6 separate regions of the Mus musculus genome follow, and all the other regions are linked to region 1. Evidence: chromatin contacts called from public promoter capture Hi-C data. All regions are on one chromosome and are shown on one strand. Each heading gives the region's core, a stretch centred on a gene start, on an enhancer-like site or on the middle of the called end of the contact. The rest is flanking DNA. Distances are from core to core; before and after follow the strand shown.

Region 1 (2,857 bases), core at 186-2,685:
ACAGTTACCTATCAACTACCCTGACACACCATTTACACAGCTTGGTTCGGAAAGCAGTATGAACTTTTTCCTGAGTTGTTCTTCACAGGGAACAGCAGTCTGAGTCACACCCAGCCTGGAGCAAGTGTGACATTAGCCAGGGTACAGTTACGAGACTAGTCTCTCTATCTCTTTTCCCATTTCAGAAGTGGGCTACAAAGATCGATAAATAGCTAGGGGCAGGCAGAAAAGTGTGGACTGGCAAAGAACGCCCTAGCCTTCCCCTCAGGCAGGGGCTGCAGATCCCAGATTCCACAGGCCTCTCACAGCAGCTCCATCTTGCTTCCTGCCAGAAGGAGGGGCAGAGGAGGAGGCCCCCCAAATCTGGAAAGGCCCCAGTGAAAGAAAGCCATTTGACAGCAGTAAAGATGGATAGACAGCTTCATGGAAGGAATAAAATGACGGCCATGGGGTCAGGCAGAGGGCAAGCAGGGCTCCTGGTTATGAATTACTGTCTAAAGGTGCTAAGAGTCCCCGGAGGTGTGAGCAAAATGCCCCGAAGGAAAGGAGGCGGCGACAGAGAGAGGAAGAAGCCAAGCAGTTGGGTAGAAGCGACAGACACCAGGATCCCAGGGGAGGGTTGGGCAGGTGGGTCTCAGGGGACAGAAGTATTAGAAAGGCGAGCAGCCCGGTGCAAATAAGAATCCTTGGAAGTTAGGGCAGGGAGACCATAAGAGAAACCACCCACAGGTTGGAGAGGAGAGGCCTAAAAAGGAGCTAAGAGCAAGGTACTCAACGCAAGTGACGCGAGCCTGCCCAGGGGAGGGACCGTGAGACAACCTAACGACCATTTCTTGGGCGCCTACTACGGGCACACACACCCTAGGCACTTCACAACTAAAAGCTCGCTGACTCTTCACAGCACAGCCCCAAGGCAGGATTTCTCACACAAGTGTCCCATTTTATAGATGAGGAAACTGAGGTCCCCGACAGGCTCAGTGGCTTGCTCAAGGTCACAGCCCAGAGAAATCGGCATTCGAAACCACGGCACCTGCCCTGGAGTCCACCCGACGCTCCAAGCGCCTGCGAATGCAAGCAGCGAGGCGGACCGGGACCCTGGGGACTTCTCCCGCCCGCGCTCCCGTCCCAGGCCCGGCGCGCTCACCCGGACGAGGTTGCTGACGGCCGCCTGCACGGCGGCTACGGGCGCGGTGAGGTCAGGAATGGCTTTGCCGTCCACCTCGCCCTCCTCGTGCATAATCACCAGGTGCGAGATCTGCTGCGCCACCGGCTCCAGGATGCTCTCGATCGTACGCGTGTGAAACACCGGCATCGCGGCGGCTAGCGGGGCGGCGTACCGCGGGCAACAGAAAACTGGGATCCGTAGGGCCGGGAGCCGGCGGCGAGTGACTGACTCGGAGCGGCGACTAGAGTCCGGGCTTCCCTCGGCGTAACTAGCCCCACAGGCGCCCCGCCCTCTCACGTCGCCGCGCCCAATGGTAACGCAACTCAGAGCCGGACTGTGGCTCCTATTGGTCTTACTTCGATAAGCTCCGCCCCCAAGGCAGAGCCGCTAAGGTCCCGCCCCGCCCCCATTCCCAAGGGAGGGGCCTGGGATTGGGGCTGCGCCGCAGGGATTGCGACCGGATTCCCGAACCCTCTCGCGGGGCGCTCCTTATAAGGGCATAGTGGGAGCGGAGCGAGCGACTGCACTGGACTGGCCCCGCCCCCAGGAGCCGCCTCCCGCCTCAGAGTGGCGGAGCTCCGCCCCTCCGCAGGATCACCTCAGTAGGGCGGGATATCCTCACCTCAGGCAGCGCCAGAGAGAGGGGACCTCGGCTTCCCCCGGTCTCCCCGCAGGGTGCTCCCCTTTACCGTCACCGGACGCAGTCAGAACACTGTTCCGTCACCTCCCAGTAATTCACGAGGAAGTAAAAAGATCCAGACAACAAAAACACACCGAGAAACATGAGTACCCATTGATTTGTACTATCTGCCCTCGGATAGTCACAGTTAAGTTTGGTGTGGCACTTTCTAGACCTCCGTGTACACGTTCACTTGCAAATACGTGTTTTCTAAATAAATAGGAACGTTTCCGTAGAACTAGAGACTTAATGAAATTTACCTGCTAATCTTTCGCTTTTGGTGAGTAGAAGTCTGTCTGCCACCTTCTGTTTTAGCGACTGGTATCCCATTTTTGCAAATCTACTTAGGTCTGGTTCCGTTGCTAAAATGTTTGCCTAGAATGTAAGAAGCCCTAGGTTTGATTCCCAGCACTACGCAAAATCAGCCTTGATAGAGTGGGCCCGTATACCAGCAGCACTAGGGAAGTGGATCAGGGGTTCAAGGTCATACTCCACTACAAAGAAAGTTTGAGGCCATCCTGGAGGGGTAGTCCTTTTGTGGTTGTGATGAGCATCTATTTGTAGTTACAACAGCACTCCAGAGGCAGGGTTAGGAGGATCATTTGAGGAAGGAGTTCCAAGCCAGTCTGAGCAACATGACAAGACCCCCATCTCAAAAAAAAAAAAAAAGTGAAATGAAAATTCAAAAGTGGATACTTTTTAACAAGTCTGTAAGTAGGGCCAAATTGCCCAATCCCCTCACCACATTTAAGACATCTGCATGTTTTCCTAACCTCAAGTTCTCTTGCCCAAGCTTCCTCATTCTGAGAGGAAACACATTCATTAATGCCTTCAAATGAAAGATCCTCAAGTCAAAGAAAAATGTTTCTCAGGATGTCACATTTTGCAGAAGGCCAAGCCACATGTTGTCTTACCCAGCTCTAAAGTTCTGTGTGTCTAGCAGTACATACCCCCGTTTCTGCTCTGTGGTTACCAAGTCTTGAACTTTCTCTTGAGGTGGGGATGAGCTCAGT
Region 2 (2,857 bases), core at 122-2,621, 820 kb before region 1:
AAGCTGTTAAAATCACCTTTCAAATTTTGTACGAGGTAACTCCAATCCTCGAGTTACCAATGGGGACGATCTTGTAGGATTCTGGACTATGGGTGGCTTCACTTCTTGTCGTAAATGACCTCTTAAACCCAAGAATTTCCACGGACCATATTTCCACCCTGTGGCCAATATGCGGGCCAACTCAAGCTGTATTCAAGTGTTAACAATTCGCACTGAATTATCTGTAAAATCCAAACGTCCAAATTCCCCTTGCAGATTTAATTTTTTTAATTTAAAGGTAATGTACTAAAGACTTACACTTGCCTGACATCTGAACCTTCTTAAAAACGAAGCACAGAGGAGAAGAAACCACTCGCGTCAGAAGAAATCTGAGTGACATCTTTATTTTCACAAATCACTACCCTCTACGAACATCACTTCCTCTCTCCGATCGCCTCCCCCAGTCCCTGTACGAGAATCAGCGATGCATACCCGCCCCTCGCAATCTAGCTTCTTAAAGGGATCACAAACAGGCAAGCCCCAAAGCCGTCATCCACTACCCAGAGATTTTTGACACCTTGAAAGACACTTACCTGTAAAAAAGCCAAGGCCCTAAATTAGATCCCCAAGGGCTCCTTTTTTTCCCCTGGACTTTTCCTCTCTAACCTTTAGGCCAAGCTCCTTCCCACCCGACAGCACCTCCCTCTTTCCAGGCAACCCTAACTCCCGCCCTGCGAAACCAGCCACCATTCCCACCGAGTCAGGTGGCTGTCAGTCCCCACCCGGCTGCCTCGCCCTCATGCGGGTTACGGGTTACAGGAGGCCCGGGGCCAGCTCTCCCTATCCCTCATCTCTATGGCTACAACCCAGGGCACCTCCTCCTCCAGGTCTGGATTCCGGGGACCCCTCTTGCACGTTCCTTCTCCCCTAGCCGGGTAGCAAGGACCCAGCCCCTGCGCCTCGTCCCTTGTTGCCCGCGGGTCAGCTCAACCCCCTGATTTTCTCCGGATTCCATTCCAGAGCGGCCTCCCCTGGCTTCCCCAACCGTCTCCCCGCGGCCCTTGGCGCCCCCGACTCTCCACTCACCCTTGGTTGCAGGCGCCCCCCAATCTCCCCTCTCATCAGCCTCGGCGCCCGCTCACCTCCGCGGTGGGAGCCGGGCTGCCGGGACCCAGCTCGGAGCCGGTGTCTAAGTCGCCGTTGGAGTCGGGGGTCCTCGGCGCGTAGGCGGGGCGCAGCGCCTTGAGAGTCAGACGCGAAGGCCGGGGGAGGGAGCCGGAGCGCAGGCGGGAGCCGGCTCGGCTACCAGCGGGCATCGCTCCGGCCCCTTTGGAGCCGTGCCGCCAGCAGCGGCCAGCCGAACCGGAACTGCTTCGGGAGGCGGGGCGCTACGGGGAGGGGGCGGGTCCAAAACCGGAAGAGGAGGGGAAACCCAAGGGGGAGGGGGAGAGCGCTTGCGTCATGCCCAAGCATAATTCATCAAAGGGTTTTAATGAAGATAGGAGAAGGCTTGTGGGTTGTTGACTGGGGTTGGAGCCTAGGAAGAGGCTATTATCCTGAGCCCTTTGAAGGGGCAAACCCCTTCTCAGTCAGTCCTCAAGTTGCATCATTTATTTGTTTTTCCACCTTTGGTGTTTTCGAGACAAGGTTCCTCTGTGTGTAGCTTCAGCTGTCCTGGACATCACTCTGTAGACCAGGCTGGCCTCAAACTCACAGAGATCCACCTGCCTCTTCCTCCCAAGTGCTGAGATTAAAGGCGAGTGCCACCACTGCCCAGCCCCGTTTATTGCCCCTTGATTTTGTACTGTGCTAGAGACTATACTTCAAATCATTGTTTCAACTCTGTAGATCTCATAGAAAGGTCAAGAAACATTGTAGCCTGACGTAGCACAGTTAATCCAAGCTGGTACCCAAGCCCAAGCTAACCTCAGACAGAACCTGGGTTCTTTCCTGCTACTACCATACCCCACCTTAACGGAATATCCCCTTCTAAAGCAAGCCTAACATTGGCAGAATCCACGTCTGAAGCCATCTGCAGCTTGAAATCTCAGCCCTCTTTGACTCTACTTTCTTGAACAATGCAGGACCGGCTTTGGTAGTTCTGAGGGAGAAGGGGGCAGATTCTAAGATGGACAGGAGGAGAACAGGGGCAGCCAGGAATCTGCCTAGTATGCTCAGAACCTTCAAGGGCTCCATGACACTGCAAAACATCTCATCTCCTGCAGCCCTTGTAGGCAGAGAACTCTCTTGTCCCCGTGCTTCTATAGGGGTAGAGGTGTTGCTCAGTGGTTAGAGCACTTGCTGCTCTTGCTGGAGACTCAGGTTTAATACCCTTTCACCTCAATGCCTCAAGTTCAATGCCACATGCCACCTCACAACCATCTAGAACTCTAATTCCAGGAGACCCACCCCCCACCCCCACTTTCTGGATACAGCAGGCATGGGATGCATGTGGCCCACATACATATTTGTAGGCACTCAAACATAATTTTAAAACTTATTTTATATGTATAAATGTTTGCCTGCATGTATTATCTGTGTTCTTAACCACTGAGCCATCTCTCCAGTACCAATAAAATATTTTTAATTATAAAAATAATGTTTAAAAAGTGGTTCTAGTGTCCAAAGATTCTCAGAGCCTTATTCTCAGAGCCTTGGGCAATGATCACCTCTCTGACATAAAAGGATCCATCAGCTTTCTCTTAAAAAAAAAAAAAATCTGCTATCTTCATTATAGAACCACCGTTCTGTGTGAACCCTACAGCACACGTCAGATGCTTTCCTCCCTGTGTGCCTAAGTTTCTGTGACTCCACAACTCTGACAAGGTCCCCTGTGTTCCACAATCCAAAGGCTCCAATGCAGCCGATATCGGTGTCC
Region 3 (2,857 bases), core at 207-2,706, 790 kb before region 1:
GAGAATGGTCTATGCATCGCAGACTAGCCTTTTTTTTTTTTGACTTCTAGAAGACAGACCAGGTGTCCCTAAAAATGCTACCATTCTTCTCTAACACAGTCTCCCCACGGATTCCTAGGGCCCTTGATGGAAAAGGTTAGGATGCTCCCCTATCCTGTTGTTCTACCCAGAGAGATTCTCCTGCCTCTGCCTCTTGAGTGCTGGGATTAAAGATGTGAGCCACTATGTCTAGCAAAATATAATGTATGAAGGACTGAGAGAGTGGAGAAGCCCGCCATTTGTCTAGTTCACCGCTTAGGGTCTTGCTCACGGAGGTGATAATCAACAGTCCCTCTATATCCGATGCTTTTCTCATCCTGACACCTTAAACGGTTTGCTTTTGCTCACAGTTGGGGGGATATGGTCTACCAAGGTGGGGACGGGATGGTTTGCTGGCAGCTCATGATAGATGGGAAACAGAGTGCTCCATCTGAGTTAGATATGGCATACCCGTCAGACCATCACCACACCCTACCCCTCCTTGCCCAGTGACTCTCACTTTCTCCAGCCTCGGCCCTACCTCTTAAAGATTCCACAATTTCTCAAAACAGTTCCACCAGCCTATGAAAAACATTTCATACTCAAATCATAACAGTCCTCAAATTCTTCTCTTGGCTCCATTTGACTTTACTACATCTTTCGTCTTAGATGCTAAGAAATGTTTCTCTCATTGGTCTATCGTCAATCCATCTACATAGTATCTGGCTATCTTAAACAACTCTCTCTCTCTCTCTCTCTCTCTCTCTGTGTGTGTGTGTGTGTGTGTGTGTGTGTGTGTGTGTGTGTGTGTGGTGCACAGGCTCATAATTACATAAGAGGGTAGAATTGTGAGCACTGTCCTCACTGAACTCCAGAAAAGCTGGGGACTTGGGGGTTGTTTTGCAGGAAGTGCTACCTGCACAGTGTTTGCCCACAGGGACTCTTTCTCAGGGATTCATCGATCATTCTTCGTGATGCGATGTCCATTCCATCCATCCCCAAGAGATAGCTCTCCAAACTCTCAGAGAGAGCTGCGGTAGAGGGCAGAGATCTTCATGCTGTGAACCCTGAGGCCTCCTATGGCTCTGTGTCAGCAGGCAACCCTCCCATCCCCGGCCCCCAGCCCGGTCATCATTCTGAGACAGAGCCCTTAGAGGGCCTGCAGACACCTCGCTTCATCCAGTGTAAGAAAACAAAGCTGGGGAATTACCCATCTGTCGCCATCCTGGCGGCCACATGTCCTGTATCTGTGGCTGAGCCAGAGACAAACATGTGGCCTCCAGGTACAGGACTGCTTGAGTCAAGGGTTTCAGGTCACACTGGGGAATCATTTTGCAAACAAATGCCACGGGTCTCCTCTCACACTGGACAGCATGCAAGGTCAGTGTCAGCAGATCTGACCCTAAAAATAGGCCCTCTGAGCTGCTCTGGAGGGTTAGTGTAAGGCTGCCACACACCCTTCGGACTGGTACCTCTTAGCCCAGCCAGGCACTTGGGGCACACAGGTAAGGCCCTTGAATGGGAAGACTATTGCCTACGGGGTGTAGCCAAGCGTTCTTTAAGAAAATGGCTGTGGGGATTGGAAATCTTACTTCCACAGTTTCTGAAGCTGTAGAGAACATCCTTTTAGTACGAAAGGCTCCTTGCTATCCCAGCATTCAATAGAGGCAACACTGAATTGCTTTCTCGTTTCTTGTCTCTAAATTATGAGTTCCTGTGATGATTTCTAAGGGATAACCTAATGGGTTAAAGCTCTTGGGTCCCGTCTGAGCCTTTGGATGCTCTGTATGGTATTCATATCATGGAGCAGGGGAAATAGAGGCATCAGATTCCCTCGGATCATGTGTAGGGCAGCACAAATTACAAACGCTACTCAAGGCTCCAGTGTCCTGGCAATCTTAAGCCTCATTCAAAGTAAGATACTCTTTAAAGAATTTTCCAATCCTGAGGGGAACATGGGCTGGGGATGGAAGCACCCCAGTGGAGATGAGGAGGCTGGGTGATGGAGAGATGGAGCTATTCGCCTATGACAGCACCATATGAGGTAGGAAGGGAGAGGATAACCCGTACCTCAGACCAGGCTCTCCCATTAGATCCAGTGCTCTTGTCCCGTGGCCCCAGTAGTCACTGGTAGGCTTGGAATTCAATAGCTGTTGGGACTACAAGGCACTGACAGTTCAGAAGCTGAAAGTACCCTGAGAAGGGGACATGAGGGTCGAGTGTGAAGAGGCCACCAGCCCCTGGGGGACCCTCACGTGTCACATTCTTTGTGCTGCTTTGCTATTTCCCCGGTGGCCCCTCCTTGTTCTCACTGTATGGGTCCTATGGACAATTTGGAAGACTCTGACATTTAGTGGCAGCAGGACTGGAGGGGCTTCTGAGGGAGTACTCTGGGCATGGAGAAGGTAGGAGGTCAGAGGAGAATTAGGGAAGGCCAGGCAGCACGGAAGCTACCTCAGGAGCTAAGGCAGGTCTGCTAAGGAACAGAGGAGAGGCAATGGTCTCTCACCATCAGTGGGCCAGATGTCTTGGCTGAGGGTGTTTCAGGCCTGGGGTAACAGCTGGACTGGAGATAGCACTGGGGTCCGTGTGAAGGTAGACTTCGTGTGCCTGACTACTTTCTATCCCATGATAAAGAGCAGAGGGCTGTGCTAAGGCCCAAGGCTGGACTTTGGGCTTCGATTTGTTTGCTTTCTTCCTAAACTACGAGACTTAGCAGCTTGCACTTGGGGACAGGACGGGGCTCCTTTCAGCAGCCACAGGACTTTTGCAAGTGTTTCCTTGTGCCCAGTACCCTACTGTTGTTGTTGTCTGTTTTTGATTTGAGGTTTTTGAGACA
Region 4 (2,857 bases), core at 226-2,725, 630 kb after region 1:
GTATGTGACTGCATGTGCATGATGCATATGCATGTGACTGTGAGAGAGAGAGATACTGCAGGCACACACATGCCACAGGATAAGTGTACAGGTCAGAGGACACCCTCAGGTGTTGGTCCTCACCCTCCACCTTATTTTGAGCCATGATATTTCTGTCATTCATCACTGTGTATACTAGGCTGGTTAGCCTGTGAGCTTCCAGAGAGTCACAGATGTGCACTATTGCACCCCACTTTACATGGGTCCTGGGGACTCAAACTCAGCAAGCACTTTATCTGCTGAGCCACTTTTCCAGCCCTGACTAAAATTTACTTATTTATTTTTACTGATTTTAAATTTCATTTATTTATTTATTTTTGAGACAAAGTATCACTCTGTAACCCAGGCTGGCCTCAGACTCATAGCGACTCTTTTGCTTCAGCAGGAAGGATTATAGGCTATCTTTAAATTTTAAAGCACATGCATATACATACATACACACACATATATATGTATATATAAATACAATAATGTATAACAAAACCAGTAGTTTCCAGGACTAACGGCTAAAAGAGGTTATTTTCACGCTACTGGAAATTTAGGCTACTGGAATTCCTCTGGTGAGGTTAATGGGTCCTGGGAATCGAGCTGTAACTACTCACTGCTCTTGTATGGCCATACAGCTACCTGGTTTCTTGTCCAATATTTGATACCAAATTAATTTTAGCCAACTGTCGATTATCATGGCCTGACGACTGGACAATATGTCAAACAGCATCCCCACACTTGACGCTCCTGGTGTGTGTGTATACAAAGAATTATCGATGAGATGAAAGGTAACGTTGTTTTTACTCAAAACTAATAAATGCCAAGGCATTTGAACGTATGAACTAACAACTTCTATGGCACACACACACACATTTCTCATTCTGTTCATCTTTCCAGATGGAATGACTTGAAAGGCATAAAGCGTGACCGTGGGTTCCTCCTGAATCTTCACAGGTGCCCAGGGAGCAGCCACTCCACTGTGGACTTCGATGGCTGGGAATGCTGGAAGCTGATGAGCAGCCGTGTTGCAGACTTCACGGTCTCTGTGCCCTGGTTTATATAAAAAGCTTTATGGTTTATTTCTAAAAGATCCCGCCACCATTTAAAAAATTAAGAGAAAAGGTGAAATATTGGAAACTTCCATTTTAAATAGCTCTTCAAAAATATTTCAGAAAATATTTAGAGGTACTCAATGTTGGGTACAAAAACGTCCGGTTTCTCGAGATTTGAAAGGTTTAAGTTAAAACTGTCAAACTCTGTAACCGAGAGCGTCTGGCAAGTTTTGATTATGGCTCCTTACTACATCCTAGTTGCACTTAGAACAGGTTTCGTTTCCTGTACTCACTCTTTTCGAGATGCCTTCTATGCCCCAATGGTCTGCACGCCCCTGGAAACTCCAAATGTTCAAGTTCAAATGGTTTCTCTTTTCCCTTCCCAGTGGGATTGACGCTTTGCCACACCTCCCAGAATCCTCCTTAAAGATGCACTCTGGGAAATGTAGTTTCATCGCTACAGCGCACGTAGGGGTGGTTGGGTAAGTGGAAATCTGACACACTTCCCAGCAGTCTCAGAGAGATTACCGATGCACTCTGGGAATTGTAGTTCAACTTTTAGGCCGGGAGCTTGTAACCTTGGGTTGCAAAGTTAACCTTATAAAGCATATAGTGAAACCCACCACAAACAAATAGCTTTAACAGTTTCCAGATCTTCTGGGCTAGATGCTGCTTAGCTGAATTGGTGAGCCCCAGGTTCAGTGGGAGACCCTGCCTCAATGAACAAAGGGGAAAGCCATGGAGGAAGACATTCCATGTCAACTTTACCCTCTACACCCACATACTTTAATGTGCACCCATGGACACACATGTGCCATGTACATATGAACATGAAAAAAAAATCTTTTTTTAAGGTTAGGAGTTCCGGGCTTAGCCGGGCGTGGTGGTGCATGCCTTTAATCCCAGCACTTGGGAGGCAGAGGCAGGTGGATTTCAGAGTTCAAGGCCAGCCTGGTCTACAGAGTGAGTTCCAGGACAGCCAGGGCTATACAGAGAAACCCTGTCTCGAAAAACAAAAACAAAAACAAAAAAAGGAGTTCCAGGCCTGCCTTTAATCCCAGGAGACAGAGGCAGAGCCCTCTGAATTTGAGGTCAGCCCAGTGTACACAGTAGACTCAGGTTATCAGGGGTGCATACTGATACCTTGCTTTAAATAAACGAGGGACTGTGCTTAGGTATATAGACGCTTTAGGTAAAACTCTTACCTTGGTCAATCAGTAGGATCAATCACCATCTAAGACGAATCTCCAGTAAAGCTACTTGGGGCTGCTTTCTTTCTTACTATGGGAGTTGCTTGCTTCTGTGAGAAGCCAGTGCTATTAACCACTAAGCCATTTCCCTAGCTCTTCAAAATATAATTAATGAGACAAAATATTAAAAGTACAGGATACATAAAAAATGCATCTTAATGTAAACAAAATTCTATGGGAGAAAACAAAATAAATAACTGTACACACGGTTGTAAGTGCTGGGGCAGAAGTTAAAGCATGGTAAGAGGAGGAGCGGTTTTGCTATTTTACGTAGGATGGATAGCCTCATTGTTAAGGCAACACTGGAATAAAGAGCTTGACAGAGCTGACAGGAACAGCCAAGTTAGGATTTGTGGGGAGAGACTTGTAGACAGAGTAAAATAAGCTCGTGCAAAGGCCCTGGGGTGGAGATGTGCCTGGCGGGTGTAAAGAAAGGTTAGGACTGGGGCTGGAGAAATGGCAGAATGGTTTAGAGTCCTGATTGTTCTTCTAGAGGACCTGGATTTGAGTCCCAGCTTCAATATAACA
Region 5 (2,857 bases), core at 172-2,671, 580 kb after region 1:
AATGGAATTTTAAAAATTAAAAGCAGATTTTAAGTTAAATCCTTCTCACTTTGGGGAAATGATTATTTCTTAGTTTTATTCCCTAAGGAGCTTATTATCTGATTTGCTGTTGTGCAAATAACATATTCCTTAATAGATAACATGCTTCTGAAAAGCAAGGAGAGGTTCTCTTCTTTGTATGGCTCTTTTACCAAGTAAAGGCGGGAAGAAGAAAGTAGTGCTATCACTTATTGAGGATCTATTATGTACCAGCCCTACGTCATCATTTTAGGTATACTTGTACATCTTAGTTGTATACATAGACAGGAAGGCCCAGATCTAGTTAAATTTCCTAAAAGCTAAGTGGCAAGAAAAGTATCCATCTAAAAATCTCAGGTGTGACTTTAAATGAATGTTATTGGAATGCATAATAAGTGTATGGCTGTTGAAATTGCTTACTTCAATGAGGAGGACCAATGGGACTTGGTTTAAACGTTCAGGCCCTATTGGGTTCAGATGTGGAAGCTTTCTAATTTTATCTGAGCAACAGAAGCTAGTTACAGCAATCTTTCAGAACTGCTGAAAGGACCAAGAAACTGCAGGTTCTTTTGAAATTGCAAAGTACCAGTCAGTAGATATAAGGCTCTATGTTACACTTTACTAAGGGTACAAAGCAGGTTTTTAAACTACCAAAGTGCTTGCTTTTTAGCATTATTTGCAGGGGGTGTGACGGCAATGTGTGAATTGCTTGACAACAGGCTTTACAATCGGATTGACCCTTGGTTTGTACGTCTGAGCTGCACCACCTTCTAGATACAACCTTTAGACCTGTGATCTTTATTTGTAGGATGTGCAAAGTTGGTCTCAACCTGATTTCGCTATTGCATTCAAGCAAACAGCTTTGCATGGTGTTCTGAACTAGACACGTTCAACGTTATTGTAGCATTTAAGCTATTATCTTCAGTGGGGTCAAAAGCACTGTGGGAACAACGGATGCAGCACTCCCTCAATTCAGGACCTAACAGTCCCAAAGGCACACCCTAAGCTGGTGACCCAAAGACAAAAGGCAGCTTCCACCAGGGCTGGGAGGTGAGAATCCGGGATAGTATTTTCCCTCCCTATGTCTGGGACGGGAAAGGAGAGGACGGGCCTTATAAGGTCCCTTGAGCTCCGGCGGCCCAAGCTGGGCGAGCAGAGCAATCCACTCACAGCTCCACGCTCTGCGGCACGGCCTTCCGAGTGTATCTGGAGATCATCCTCCTTTTTCTCCTCTGCGGCCAGGGCGGGCAAGCCAGGGCGGGGGCCTCGGGGCCTGGCCCTCCCGCCGGCTCCGGCCCGGCCCCCTCCTGCCACCTACCGGCCCCGTCTCGCCCCGTCTCGCCCCGTCGCTTAGATTCCGGACCGCCACCTCCCAGAGTTCCCACTCTATAGTCTTCCGACCTGCCTCCTTCCTCTCATGAGCGGAAGTGACGAAGGTACAGCGTCTTTCGGAAATTGGCTCCGATGCGCACTAGAGACTATACTCAGGGTTCCGAGCCTCACGACTTGCAGGCGTTCAGGCGTGGATCAGGGCCCAAGCGAACGCGAGGACCCAGCATGGGCCGGGATTGGGCGGTTGGTGGTCGCCTCTGACCAAGTGTCCTGCTGGAAGAGGCAGCCAAGGAAAGGTGCCAGAGCAGAGGCGCACGAGAGAGCTATTGAAAGGGATCGCTTTACTTTTGTCAGGTGGAAGAAGAGCGTCTAGTTTGGTGAAGGAGCACTATACCGCGCCAGGACAGTGCTCCTGGTGGCTCCTCTTCTGTACTCTCGGGTATGTCATTTTTCATTAATTCCCATGATCTCAAGTCCAATTCTGACTCTGTAAATTCTACATAAAGAGCCCTGCTTGGATTTAGGGTGAGGGTGGGTAGAGTTTTTCCTTGATCCGCCAGGGTGAGAGGCAGCACGATTCTAATTTACAGTGGTGAGTGGGTAGTTGCATAGAAGGTGCAGGTTCCTTATTGGTTCATTGCAAAGCCAAGTAAGCTTAGGAATTAAATTGCTGCGTTAGGTGGGCATCCGGAACCATGACCAATTATTTTGGGACGAAACTCCGACACGCAAGTGTTGGCACTTTTAAATCTTCTATAGAAGCCCTGTAGAGCAAGGGGCATTGCTTTTTAACGCACCTAGTAACACAATTTTAAAGGAAGGTGTTTTAGAGACGGCAGACTAACACTTTCATTTCACGACTAAGTAGAAAGCTCAAGAAAGTAAAGTGCCCAAAGTATGCCACCGACTGAAGCACGGTTGGAAGGTGTGAGAGAATAATGGATAGTAATGGAATGTTTTCAAACTGTGTTACACACACTGCTGCCGACTGAAGGGCAAACATTTATTTATTTGTGAGAAAGGATCGTCTTATGTTACCTAGCCTAGCCTCAAAATCCTGGACCCAGGTGATCCTTTTGCCTTGATCTCTCAGCTGAGACCATAGGCACACCTAGCTATTTTTAACTTTTATCCTCACATACTTCTTTGGTTTGGGAAGTGAGTTGTTGGACTTTCATTTACTCCATAATATCAAGGTTTCCAGTTCACATAATTTAATTTTAAGGAAGATAGTTTTAAGTCTGTTATTCAGAGGATAAATCAAGTGGTGTCTGGTAAAGGCCGGAACCATGATGGTAGGTGTGTATCAAATTTGGGGGAAATAATGTAGTCACCTAGAAGAATTCTGAGAATGCTGTTATTTCTCCTTTTGTGTGGCTTATGTCCCTTGAACTTTGATGGCCATTTTTAGAGAAGAATGGAGGGCAGTGGAAAGCTCGCAATGGTAGAGGATGCTGTGGAGTACCATCTCTTCCTGATACCAGATAAAGCCAGAGGCACAGAAGAG
Region 6 (2,857 bases), core at 204-2,703, 540 kb after region 1:
ATTCTAACAACTCTACTATGCTTAAGTGGAAACCAATTTGGACTGTATCTCCTAACTCTCTCTCTGCCAAGCTGGAGGAGCTCACGGAAGCTGAGGATGCTCTGTCTGAAGCCAACGCGTTGAATAACTGCAACGCCGAAGTGTGGGCCTATCTGGCTCTGGTCTGCCTGAAAGTGAGTGTTTCTTATTGTCCCTTCACAAGGCCCTCTCAGGGGTCAGGTGAAGGCCCAACTAAGAAAGAAAGGTAAGCTGGCTGTTAGCACACAGCAACTGAAGTTGGAAGAGTTCCAGATTTGTCTCTACTGATGACAAGGAGAATGTTCTGGGCGGTTCCTCCTTGAGATGGATGTGGTCAGTAACCTCCGATTCACATTTTACTAGGAAAGATGTTAATTGCTTCTTTCAGGTTGGACGACAACTGGAAGCAGAGCAGGCTTATAAGTACACAATAAAGGTATGCGACAGCTGATTGCCATTCTGAGAGTGTACAGACCATGAGAGCGCTCAGTGCCTGATGAATTCCCACCCAAGATCCAATACATTCCAATTCTTTGAGAGCTTCCATGGTGTCGAGAATACAGGAGAGGCCCATCCCGTCCCCACAAATCTGGAGCCTCTTAAATTAGGGGTCTTCAAAGTCACCTGGTGTGTTGGACATAACTTCTTCCCTGCCTTGTTTCTGCAGCTGAAACTGAAAGACCAGGCTCTACTTGAAGAAATCCACACTGTACAGGAAATGGTTGGTTTTGGAAATCCATCTTTCTGACAGCCTTACAAGTGGATATTTAATATGGAGCCCCAAGCACGTTTCCTTTCCAAACTGTCACCAGATGAAGCCTGCCCATCCCCACCCCTTTAGTTCACATTAAAAAAATATAAACCCCAAACTCAAAATTTATCATGTTTCTGGAGTCGTATGTATAGCACATTATATTTTATATGCTCTTATGTACATGTAGCTAATTAATAGCCACTATTTGTGGGTAGATATCTGGCATAATGGTGTGACTATTAGAATTACTTTTTAAAGTTTATCTGATCACCTTGTTGGTAAGATTCCCTGGAGGTGCACAATTGCCAAAGTTCTGGACCAATGTTACTGGGGCTTGGAAATTAAGGCAACATCTTCAAAGGTGGGACCAGAATACAACTGTGCTGTGTCACACACAGTTGACAGTGGGTAAGAGAACAGAGGATATTCCGGAGGCGGGGGAACCGTCGCAGGATGGAACGGCCTGCAAGGAACTCAGCACCGCCGCGGACAGGAAAGTCTCCCGCACGCCGCAGGCACTCAGCTGAAGACCGCCAGCAGCCCACGCCTACAGACACGCCTCTTCCGTAGCAGTCAAGGATCAGTCACCGGCGCCCTGTGGCACTCCCGGCGCTCGGTTGCCCTCCCGTGCGCATTGGAAGAGAAAGCGGAAGGGGCGGGCCGATCGGCCGGAGGCTTCCGCAGAGGGCTTTCCGGCTCTGGAGTGGTGCGGACGTCGCGTCGTGTGCCCGCCGGCCGCTTGGGGGCGCTCTTCCGGGCTTCAGGCTCTGTGCCGCGGGGCTGTGCAGCGGGACAGCTGGAGAGCCGCTCGCCCAGGCACCATGGTCCAGCTCAGTGAGTGCGCGGGGCTTCCGGGCGGGCGTGGGCTGCGGCGACCCGGGCTAGGCGCGGCCACATCGCCTTCCAGCGGAGCTTCGTCTCAGTCCGTCTCGCTTTTAGCAGTGGTCTCACTGGGTAGCTCTGGCTGGCCTGGAACTCGCAGCGTAAAGACGGGCTGGCTTCGAACTCCTTCCTAGACAGACCTTTGCCTCTGCCTCCCAAAGGCCCTGTGATTAGAGGCGTGCGCCACCGCGCCCAGCCTGTCTCAGTTTTTTACCACACATCGTAGAAATCGTTTTACAGATGAGGCACCTAAGGGTAAGACAAGGTCATGGCTTAGTAAATGGTGTTAGGGTCCGAGAATTTGGAAATAATCCAATATGAAAACCAAGTTTAAACCAGCAAGCTTATTTTAAAAGCTAATATTTCGGGGAGACGGCTGGGTTCGGGGTCCAAAACGTGACAGCGTGGGGCAAGACAGGACAACCTTTTAAAACATAAAAACCACAAATTGGATGGGCTAGGGACCACATGCATGGTTTTCCATACCTGTCATTTTAAGTGGGTTACTACCGGTCAAGTACCTCAGTTGGCTTTTTTTTTTTTTTAAACTTTTTATTAGGTATTTTCCTCATTTACATTATGCTATCCCAAAAGTCCCCCATACCCACCCCCCACTCCCCTACCCACCCACTCCCCCTTTTTGGCCCTGGCGTACCCCTGTACTGGGGCATATAAAGTTTGCAAGTCCAATGGGCCTCTCTTTCCAGTGATGGCCGACTAGGCCATCTTTTGATACATATGCAGCTAGAGACAAGAGCTCCTGGGTACTGGTTAGTTCATATTGTTGTTCCACCTATAGGGTCTCAGTTGGCTTCTTAACTTGGCCTGGATTGAGGCCAGCCAGTCAGAGCCTATATAGTGGCTGGTTGGTTTCAGTCCGGACTAGTTGCTAACCAACAAGGCATAGGGTGAGATATTGTGGCCTAAGTTCATATGGGGCGCCTGGGGCCAGAAGCCATTTCTGGGAATTCAGCTGTTTCTTAGAATTTATCTTAGTACAAAGTGGAGACTATTTACAAGATGGAGTCTCCAAGGGTAAAGTGGACCCCAACCTCGGCAGGACTGTGTTATGTGGATTTGGAAAAAAGGAGGTATGTCTGGTCTGGAGGGGTTAAGGAGGAGTTTCACCCACACGATTGTATCTAAGCTGGATGGGGCAGGGCATAGATTGGAAGTGAGAACATTGCAGTAGAAGGAGGAATT

Evidence for each region. Promoter capture Hi-C pulls out the DNA fragments that hold promoters and counts their contacts.
Region 2: a contact with region 1 is called in a promoter capture Hi-C map of pre-B cells, with 5 times the contacts expected there. The contact joins the promoter of Samd8 here to the promoter of Vcl in region 1. A contact is called at or near these places in 13 of 39 promoter capture datasets (the 3T3-L1 cell line, the C10 cell line, the HPC-7 cell line and 7 more), 6 of 484 Hi-C or Micro-C datasets (CD4 T cells, CD8 T cells, LSK cells and 1 more), 6 of 115 datasets of contacts at active chromatin or transcription factors (bone marrow-derived macrophages, embryonic stem cells, extraembryonic endoderm stem cells and 2 more) and 3 of 9 other capture datasets (adipose tissue, liver and pancreatic islet).
Region 3: a contact with region 1 is called in a promoter capture Hi-C map of cranial neural crest. The contact joins the promoter of Dupd1 here to the promoter of Vcl in region 1. A contact is called at or near these places in 2 of 39 promoter capture datasets (cranial neural crest and hippocampal neurons) and 2 of 115 datasets of contacts at active chromatin or transcription factors (embryonic forebrain and embryonic stem cells).
Region 4: a contact with region 1 is called in a promoter capture Hi-C map of pre-B cells, with 7 times the contacts expected there. The contact joins the promoter of Nudt13 here to the promoter of Vcl in region 1. A contact is called at or near these places in 1 of 39 promoter capture datasets (pre-B cells) and 1 of 115 datasets of contacts at active chromatin or transcription factors (pancreatic cancer cells).
Region 5: a promoter capture Hi-C map of pre-B cells shows a contact between it and region 1, with 6 times the contacts expected there. The contact joins the promoter of Fam149b here to the promoter of Vcl in region 1. A contact is called at or near these places in 10 of 39 promoter capture datasets (the C10 cell line, embryonic stem cells, erythroid cells and 6 more), 4 of 484 Hi-C or Micro-C datasets (CD4 T cells, CD8 T cells, embryonic stem cells and 1 more) and 1 of 115 datasets of contacts at active chromatin or transcription factors (regulatory T cells).
Region 6: a contact with region 1 is called in a promoter capture Hi-C map of liver, with 5 times the contacts expected there. The contact joins the promoter of Mrps16 here to the promoter of Vcl in region 1. A contact is called at or near these places in 6 of 39 promoter capture datasets (hippocampal neurons, liver, neutrophils and 2 more) and 2 of 484 Hi-C or Micro-C datasets (CD8 T cells and pre-pro-B cells).

What each region holds. Positions count from the first base shown.
Region 1 is chr14:20,927,976-20,930,832 of GRCm38.p6, reverse strand. Vcl (vinculin) reads right to left here and starts at 1,435. Exons shown (of 21, transcript NM_009502.5): 1 at 1,145-1,435. The coding sequence starts at 1,312.
Region 2 is chr14:21,749,045-21,751,901 of GRCm38.p6, reverse strand. Samd8 (sterile alpha motif domain containing 8) reads right to left here and starts at 1,371. Exons shown (of 6, transcript NM_026283.3): 1 at 1,122-1,371. The coding sequence starts at 1,295.
Region 3 is chr14:21,713,175-21,716,031 of GRCm38.p6, reverse strand. Dupd1 (dual specificity phosphatase and pro isomerase domain containing 1) reads left to right here and starts at 1,456. Exons shown (of 4, transcript NM_001013826.2): 1 at 1,456-1,523.
Region 4 is chr14:20,293,308-20,296,164 of GRCm38.p6, reverse strand. Nudt13 (nudix (nucleoside diphosphate linked moiety X)-type motif 13) reads right to left here and starts at 1,475. Exons shown (of 9, transcript NM_026341.3): 1 at 1,373-1,475.
Region 5 is chr14:20,346,726-20,349,582 of GRCm38.p6, reverse strand. Fam149b (family with sequence similarity 149, member B) reads right to left here and starts at 1,421. Exons shown (of 14, transcript NM_001024512.2): 1 at 1,189-1,421. The coding sequence starts at 1,235. It overlaps Ecd (ecdysoneless cell cycle regulator), which reads left to right and starts at 1,462. Exons shown (of 14, transcript NM_027475.3): 1 at 1,462-1,789; 2 at 2,762-2,857. The coding sequence starts at 2,768.
Region 6 is chr14:20,392,230-20,395,086 of GRCm38.p6, reverse strand. It overlaps Mrps16 (mitochondrial ribosomal protein S16), which reads left to right and starts at 1,453. Exons shown (of 3, transcript NM_025440.3): 1 at 1,453-1,606. The coding sequence starts at 1,594. Cfap70 (cilia and flagella associated protein 70) reads left to right here. Exons shown (of 29, transcript NM_029698.1): 27 at 72-173; 28 at 407-454; 29 at 686-897. The coding sequence ends at 766.